Linked DNA regions of Ovis aries: region 1 is linked to region 2. The links are chromatin contacts, called in public Hi-C maps. All regions are on one chromosome and are shown on one strand. The core of a region is the stretch at or near the end of the contact, and the rest is flanking DNA. Distances in the headings are between cores, read along the strand shown.

Region 1 (4,326 bases), core at 584-3,083, 37 kb after region 2:
TATAAAAAGCTTGCAAATAACAATACATTTTTAAAAGGCTCAAATAGCAATGGAGACCTTTTCATAAACCTAATAATTTAAGAACATTTTCATTAAAAAGGAAAAAATAATAGGGCTATTTTACCCTTATTATATAAAATGTTTTCAAATAAAATACACCTAAAAATATATGGCCTACTTGCCTAGCACTTTGGTCTTACATAATCAATTACATTTAGAAAATATTAATAATAAGGATTTAGATCACAAGTTAATAGCAATTATAAAACAGTAAACAGTTATTGGGCACTTATATTCCAACTGCTTTATGTCTATTAATTGTTTAGTCCTAACCACAACACTGTGAGGTAGTTACTATGATCATCTCCAATTTCCAGATAAGGAAAACAAAGCTCAAGGAGTTCCATAGTTTGCCCAAGATTTATGGGCCATAAATCCACTTCAATTGGCCAAAATTTCCAGCAAGATTTACAGAACTAAGTGCTATCATAATGCTATCTTTAAGATTGCTATTTGAGAGATTAGCATGCCAAAGCATGCTAAAAGCACTTTGTTGAGCTTAAACTTTGTAACATGATTTGCTTGAAGTAATCATTTATTAGCAGAAAGACTGAAAGTAAAAGTGAAGTCGCTCAGTCGTGTCCGACTCTTTGCGACCCCGTGGACTGTAACCTATCAGGCTCCTTCGTCCGTGGGATTTTCCAGGCAAGAGTGCTGGAGTGGATTGCCATTTCCTTCTCCAGGGGATCTTCCTGGACCCAGGAATCGAACCTGGGTCTCCCGCATTGCAGGCAGACGCTTTACCATCTGAGCCACCAGGGAAGCCCCAGAATGACTACTGGATCAGAAATTGTCTAGTGATGTAGAAACCTAAAGTTCTGAAACCTTTGCTATGTACATAAAAAGCCTCTAATCAAGATGTAAATATGCACATGATTCAGTTCAATCATTTTGAATGATTTGGAAAATCCTTTCTGATTTTGACTGCAAAGCGTAGAAAGTCACCCAGGACTTCAAATCAGAGACCTGTTATTTAACCCAGTCTCTACCACACACAAGAATAATCATTTTTTTCTCTTTTAGTTCCTTTATTAAACTGAAGTATAGTTGCTTTACAATGTTGTATTACTTTCAAATATACCGCAAAGTGATTAAGATTTATATATAAAAATACATGTAAGTATATATATTTGTAGGTTGCTACAGTATATTGAGTATAGCTCCCTGTGCTATATATATAATAGGTCCTTGTTGTTTACTTATTTTATATATACTAGTGTGTACATGTTAACCCCAACCTCAAGTCCCTTAACAGCCCTCGGCCTTAACTTCCCAGAAGACTGGCTAGGACCTACTCCGCTCTTAGTCAAGGTTTTGTTATTCTAGCATATGCTCAGTCTAGTTATTGGTCAGCAAACTTGTTTCATTGGAAAAGGAAACCAGCATGTACTGAAACATAGCTTCGAACTCTGCAGTTCAGGGAAAATCCTTCAGCCTTCCCAGCCTTTCAGTCTTCCTACACCGGATTAGGGAAAACATTAGCATCATCATCAAATAAAAGAACATCAGATGTACTTTTTAAAAAGCCCCAGTACAAAAGTGCAGCCATTAATAAGTATATTAATACACTTCAGGGAGTTGTACCTATATAATGATATTTTAAAATATTACAGTATTCACTAAGTTAGGGTTTGAAGGATTTGCTTCAGCTGTTATCTTTGCAGTCTCTGATACTGAATGCTGAATACTTGCAAAACAAGAGTTCCAGAAGGAGAGTGTGACTAATCTGTGCACTCTTATCACTAGCAGGACAAATAGAGCTGCTAAAAATAGAATTTTGCAGGTTACTTAATAACATGACTCAGTCTCATATCCAAACTGATGCAATAAAACGTGCTCATGAGGATCTGAAAATACGCCTTGTGATATTCTTTTTAAATAATAATTGGATATCTTTAGAATTGATAACTAAAATTTTTATCAAATTTCTTTAGATGATAAAAGAATTTTAATCAATAGAGGTTCAATAAATATTATTATAAAAATTGTGTAATGTTGACAAGCTAAACTTTCAACTTAGTCGCATTAGGCCACATAGAGAGATTTCATATGTGTGCTGCAATGTTAACTTATAAATGAAATCTGTCTCTAGGCAATGAAATTAGATATGGAGTTTTTTTTTTTCACTTTTCCACTCTCAACTGTACTTCCCAGATCCTCCAAAACTACCATATATTTGAGACACACAGGGGAAAAAAAATAACATCGTGATGAGCCTTTCCTCCAGAATGTATTACTAGTGTGAGTCATCAACCCTGTGACATCTGATGCTCCTCTCATCCAGAATTTTCTCCCTAAAACTAGAAAAATAAATTTCCATAGGTGGATATTTTCAGACAACTTTCTACCCAATGTGAAGTCAGTTTACATCAGATCTACAAGGGAGTCTACACGTACAGTTAATGAAGATCACTCGTTAAAAAAAAAAAAAAAAAAAAAAAAAAGATGACCCAATGGTTATACAGCATTTTCAGGTGGTTTAAAATATGGTGTGTGTTAGTACTTTGTCTAATTACCCTATGGATCATCTATTTTCTAAAAATTATTACAACACAAACACTTATGTGGCATGCCAGTCCTACTGTTTGTCCAATGCAGTGGTTGTTTTTAACAAAATTTTCTTTGCTTTTCCCCCCTAATCCTTATTATGAAACACAATGTGTTAGTATTAGTCCTTGAGATTACAGAAGTATAAATTACAGCAGCTGACCTAAAATGCATATCAAGTAACTGCAATGAAAATTAATTTATCTAGAATTTAAAAGGACAACATAAGACTGCATTGAATGGGTATAACATTTCTGTTTCGAGCCTTAAAATTGACCATAGTCTTTGATCTAAGGAATAAGGACTAATATTTAGACATAAGGATGTTCATCATAGTGGAATTTATAATGCTTAAAAATATTGGACATATCATCATAAAATATTACTGGTCATATAAAATACGTCACCCTTATATTTCCAAATTATATGGTCATATAAAACTGTGATTTCCAAGAAAGACATGGGAAAATGTCCAAATTTTTAAATTAGGTTAAAAATAAGAAAGCAAACCTGTATGTATCAGCTTATAGATCATATTTTAAGAAATTATTCACACACAGAAATATTAGAAGATAATAAAAGGTAATCTCTGATGAGGATAGCTTTTTTTTACTTGTGTTCTTATTTTCCAAACTCTTTATAATGAATATGGATTATTTTTATTTCAAGGAGAAAAACTCATAAAGTAGAAAATATTTCTAAGAAGCATTCAGTTAGGAATAGAAAACCTGGGAAAATTTCATGAAGAAAACGTCATTACTGAAGCTGGGTGATACATGCTTGGGTTCACTAGGCGATTCTTTCTAATTCTTTATATGTTTGCTGTACGCATATTCAATACTGCTATAATCCAAGACTTCCATTTCACTGTTGGAAAACAAGCTCCAGAGTTATACAGTTCAGTACAGACATAAGCCAGAGGTCATCAAACTGATCCGTGACTCAAATGTGGCCACAGCCTGTTTTTGCAATGATTTAAGGACATGAGTGGTTCTCATAATATTAGAAGGTTGTTTTTTTTAAAAATCATAAAATATCAACTATCTGGCCTTTTACAGAAAAAGTTTGCTGACTCCCAACTCTTATCCTTAATTTAGTACTCTGTAAGTTAAACCATAGGTTTTTAAAATATTGAAGTACAGTTGATTTACAGTGCCATGTTAATTTCTGGTGTACAGCAAAGTGATTCAGTTATACATATGTGTGTGTGTATGTGTATATATATATATGTGTGTGTGTGTGTACTTATATATATTCTTTTTTCATACACTTTTCCATTATGGTTTACTACAGAATATTGAATATACTTCCCTGTGCTATACTATAGGACCTTGTTTATCCACTATATACAAGTATATATATAGTTTGCATCTGCTAAGCCCAAACTCCCAGTCCAATCCTCCCCTGTTCCCCCTTCCCCTTGGCAACCACAAGTCTGCTCTCTAATTCACAGTTCTTAAAGAAAATGCCCTATAACATAGATGAGGGTTTAAGATTCCTTAAAGGAAGTAGGAGCATCCCTCCTTGTCCTTCCCACCAATTCAAGCCTAGACCCTCATTCTTTTTTTTTTTTTTTAATTTTAAAATCTTTAATTCTTACATGCGTTCCCAAACATGACCCCCCCTCCCACCTCCCTCCCCACAACATCTCTCTGGGTCATCCCCATGCACCAGCCCCAAGCATGCTGCACCCTATGTCAGACATGGACTGGCGATTCA
Region 2 (3,847 bases), core at 553-3,052:
TATTTGATCTCATTCTGATCAGTTGGTTTTTCTTTGTCCCAAGGCCACAGAGAATGCCAGGACCCCTCAAATAGGAAACTGATACATTTTTAAATAATTAGTTAATATAATGCCTTCTTTTACTGTCATATTTTGCTACTACATGAGATACCTCAAACCCCTGGCTTTCTTTTCATCATCTCCACTCCTCACCATCCAGGCACCAACCATACCAAGCAACCAACAAAATCCTCCCAGGCCGACCTCTCACAGTATCGACAGTTCTCTGCAGCACCAGGTGAATTCAGGGTAAGAATTCCCCACACAATGGGAAATCATACACACCCAGACTGAGCCTTCACTAGGAAAACCAAAAAAACTGCCTGGTGAGGGGCATCCACTCCCGAGGAGGCTGTAGAGAGATGCAACACTTAGAGAGCTGTCAGCTGGGAGGGGCCTGATGCCTCCCTCAGGATTCATTCCAGTCACAATCCAAGGCAAAGCAACAGGTCCGGGCGTGTGTTTGCTGAACTTTGTCAGGCATTGCTCCGGGAAAAGTTTAGGAATATCTAGACTTGCTTGTGTTTGAGAGCTGAAAACTGTGGGCAGAACTAGCATTCCAACAGTAGGCTTTATATTACCAGATGCCAGCAAGCAATTTATCTTCCTCTATGCCCATATTATGGAACGATTGACTGTGAAATAAACTAAAACACAGAATGAGCAAGGACTTCTGTTAGTAGTTGGTTCCTAGAAAAGCAGACTCCTCTTATTAGAACTGAAGCTAAGCATGTCCTCTATTTTTAGTGTTAGGGCCTGTGGTTTATAAACCCTTACAATTTACTCAATATTAGAAGGGTTCCCCCCCCCCCAGTGGGCTTTATGACTCTTAGAAATTTCCTGTATAGACTGGAGCTTTTATCAGAGAATTGAGAATGTTGGGTTTATATATTTGGAAATACATTTCCCTGGTGGCTCAGAAGGTAAAGCGTCTGCCTGCAATGCAGGAGACCTGGGTTTGATTCCTGGGTCAGGAAGACCCCCTCCAGTACCCTTGCCTGGAAAATCCCATGGATGGAGAAGCCTGGTAAGTTACGGTCCGTGGGGGTCGCAAAGAGTCAGACACGACTGAGCGACTTCACTTCACTTCACTTCACTTATTCTTTAATAAACACAGTTGCCACTGAGATTGCAAGCAATGAACAGCCTCGGCTCTCATATAACCTCAGTACATGGCTGATTATATGGTTCTCTTAAAATCTGAATGAGCAGCTTATATAAAAAGAAGCCTGCTTTCCCCAACATGATCTGACACTATTTATTTGGTTATGTAAATACCTTATGTGTTCTATTTTTCTAAGTCTGCATTTATCCGCATACTTGACCTAAAACTCCACACTTTATTCCATGTAATACAATGATATAAGGAGTGTGAAACATTCTCTTAAATTACCATAGGCTTAATATCATTTTGGCATAGCAGAAAACAAGGGACCTAATATAAAGGAAAGCTTAGTTATCCAAATCGCAGTGTTCTACTTTTTAAAATATATGTCACTTAAAACACATCAAAATAATATTCACCTCAATGATTTTTAATACAAAATTCATTTTAATATGGTAAACAAATGACAACAGTAATTTTGTAGATTATGCTTGGGTTGTAGTGACCCAATTATCTGGTCAAAGGGCTGCATGGATGCAAGAGACAGGGTGAGTTAAAGTTTAACTCCCAGGAATTGTAAACCAAACCTAAAACCACTGAACCTTTGGAGTTTGATATGATGATTAGAGCATAACAAGCGTGACACGTTGAATTCGCCATAATCAAGGAAGCCTTTTCCGGGTGGGGATCTCTGAAATCACTCAGGTATGGTCCATGTGTTTCGATTTTTCTATTTCAACTCTGTGAAACTGTGCTGTGTGGATCAGTGGGAACGCAGCGAAACAGCTTTTACGCACTTCCACAAGACAGCTGAATTCAGGGATATTTCTAGTTTGCTTTTATACTGATAAAGCCATCTGAAAACAAAAGAAAATATTAGAATGATCATATAATCTCAAAATGAGACAACAGCCGGCTTTTGTCCTTTGATTTAATCAATTTCTGAGGGTAGAAAAATAATGTAGATTTATCACACCAGGTTCAAGAGTCAGGCTAATGTTTCTGAGAAATGTATTTAGCAATAGCCAGACAGCCGGGAGAGTTGTGGTTGACTGTCTGTTCTGGTCCTCGGATCTGGGGAAGCATAAAAGTGTAATTAACAAGAGAGATGGTATTGACATCACTGACAGATTCTGCATTCTCTGTGGGGGTCATGATTTCTATCATACTTTAGATTTCACATATTCATTTATCTCCCTCCCTTTCCTCCTTTATCCTGCACCACCAACAAAACCACAAGAAAACGAAACAAAAACAGTCATGGAAAATTTTTGGTCTTGAGTGTATTAAACCTCTACCTTCAGATGGCTTAATTCTTAGATCGTTTCCTTTCAGGATGGTTTGGGCAGCTGTGCTGCAGTGGATATATTTCACATGATCATTCTGTTCACTCCGAAAAGATGATTCACAATCAGACTATGATGGTCTTCTATCTAAAAAAGGAAATCAATCAGGGCACTTACCAGGAATATCTCATTCCTCCCAGAAATCTCTTAAATATTCTAATTGAAATAGTTTTGTTCTATAATTGCCAGAGTAAGTTCCAGGGAGAATGGTAAAGAAGTGTGTTCCAAGTCAAATAAGTTTTTTGGACTGTTCAGCTGTGCACTGTGTGTCTTCAAGAAGATGGCTAACAGAGCATTAGTTTGCATTGGGCAGGATTAGTGTTTTGTAAAACGTGTGTTGGCAAATTCAACTCTTGCTATAATTTAGCAACATCAAAGATGTGGTGGTCTGGCCTGAAAAATTCTTTATTATACGTGCTAAGATGCATACAATAGGGCATAGGTTAAGAAATACAAGTGAGATCACTGATTTTAAAGCACTGAAGCCTTCCTCTGTTAAATATAGGTAATAAACATATGACTTACAGGTTCGTTTTTAAGGACCATATTTTCTGGAATAGTATGGATACTCTACATTTGAGAAAATTCTCACACTTTACTGTTTCAGTTTATTATTTATCAAATGTAAGGGAAGGGGAAAGATGGTTGTCCAAAAAAAAGAAAAAAGAAATTAGTTATTATGGATAAACCTAAAGTTCCATAGTGGATATAAAAACACTGAATATTTAGTTATTATGTTCACCTGGGCTAATACCAAGTTGGTTTTCTGTCATTTCAAATGTAACCTTCCCTACACTGTATTCAGTGGATGTTAATACATGTGGTTTCCAAAGGGAGACTGTGTTGTTAAGTAAGTTGAGGAAATGGCAGACAATTAAAGCAGGTCTTGTTACTACATGAGTAATAATAACGCTGCTGCTGCTGCTGCTGCTGCTGCTAAGTCGCTTCAGTCGTGTCCAACTCTGTGCGACCCCATAGATGGCAGCCCACCAGGCTCTCCTGTCCCTGGGATTCTCCAGGCAAGAACACTGGAGTGGGTTGCCATTTCCTTCTCCAATGCATGAAAGTGAAAAGTGAAAGTGAAGTCGCTCAGTTGTGTCTGACTCTTAGCGACCCCATGGACTGCGGCCCACCAGGCTCCTCCATCCATGGCATTTTCCAGGCAAGAGTGCTGGAGTAGGGTGCCATTGCCTTCTCCAAATAATAACGCTAACAGACATTTATTAAGCATATGGCCAAGTGCATGTCTAAGTACTTTTCATGCATTTACCTCAAGCTACTCTTAGAATAGCCATATATGTTAGATACTATTATAACATTTTACAACTGAGGCATGAATAAGTTACTGAATGGGCTG

Evidence for each region. Hi-C and Micro-C count contacts between places; a contact is called where the count stands out from the background.
Region 1: a contact with region 2 is called in a Hi-C map of liver, with 2.3 times the contacts expected there. The contact joins the enhancer-like site here to the promoter of A1CF in region 2. A contact is called at or near these places in 2 of 16 Hi-C or Micro-C datasets (liver and mixed tissues).

Annotation. Positions count from the first base shown.
Region 1 is chr22:8,245,113-8,249,438 of ARS-UI_Ramb_v3.0, forward strand. The region is part of intron 3 of A1CF (APOBEC1 complementation factor); the gene reads left to right. Among named protein-coding and RNA genes, the nearest start is that of A1CF, 38 kb to the left of the region's middle. Within about 2 kb of position 1,834, at least 3 of the 54 cell types and tissues checked have an H3K27ac peak or open chromatin away from gene starts, as enhancers often do. A contact at or near this core is called in liver, where this site is marked.
Region 2 is chr22:8,207,825-8,211,671 of ARS-UI_Ramb_v3.0, forward strand. A1CF (APOBEC1 complementation factor) reads left to right here and starts at 1,803. Exons shown (of 13, transcript XM_060404885.1): 1 at 1,803-1,849.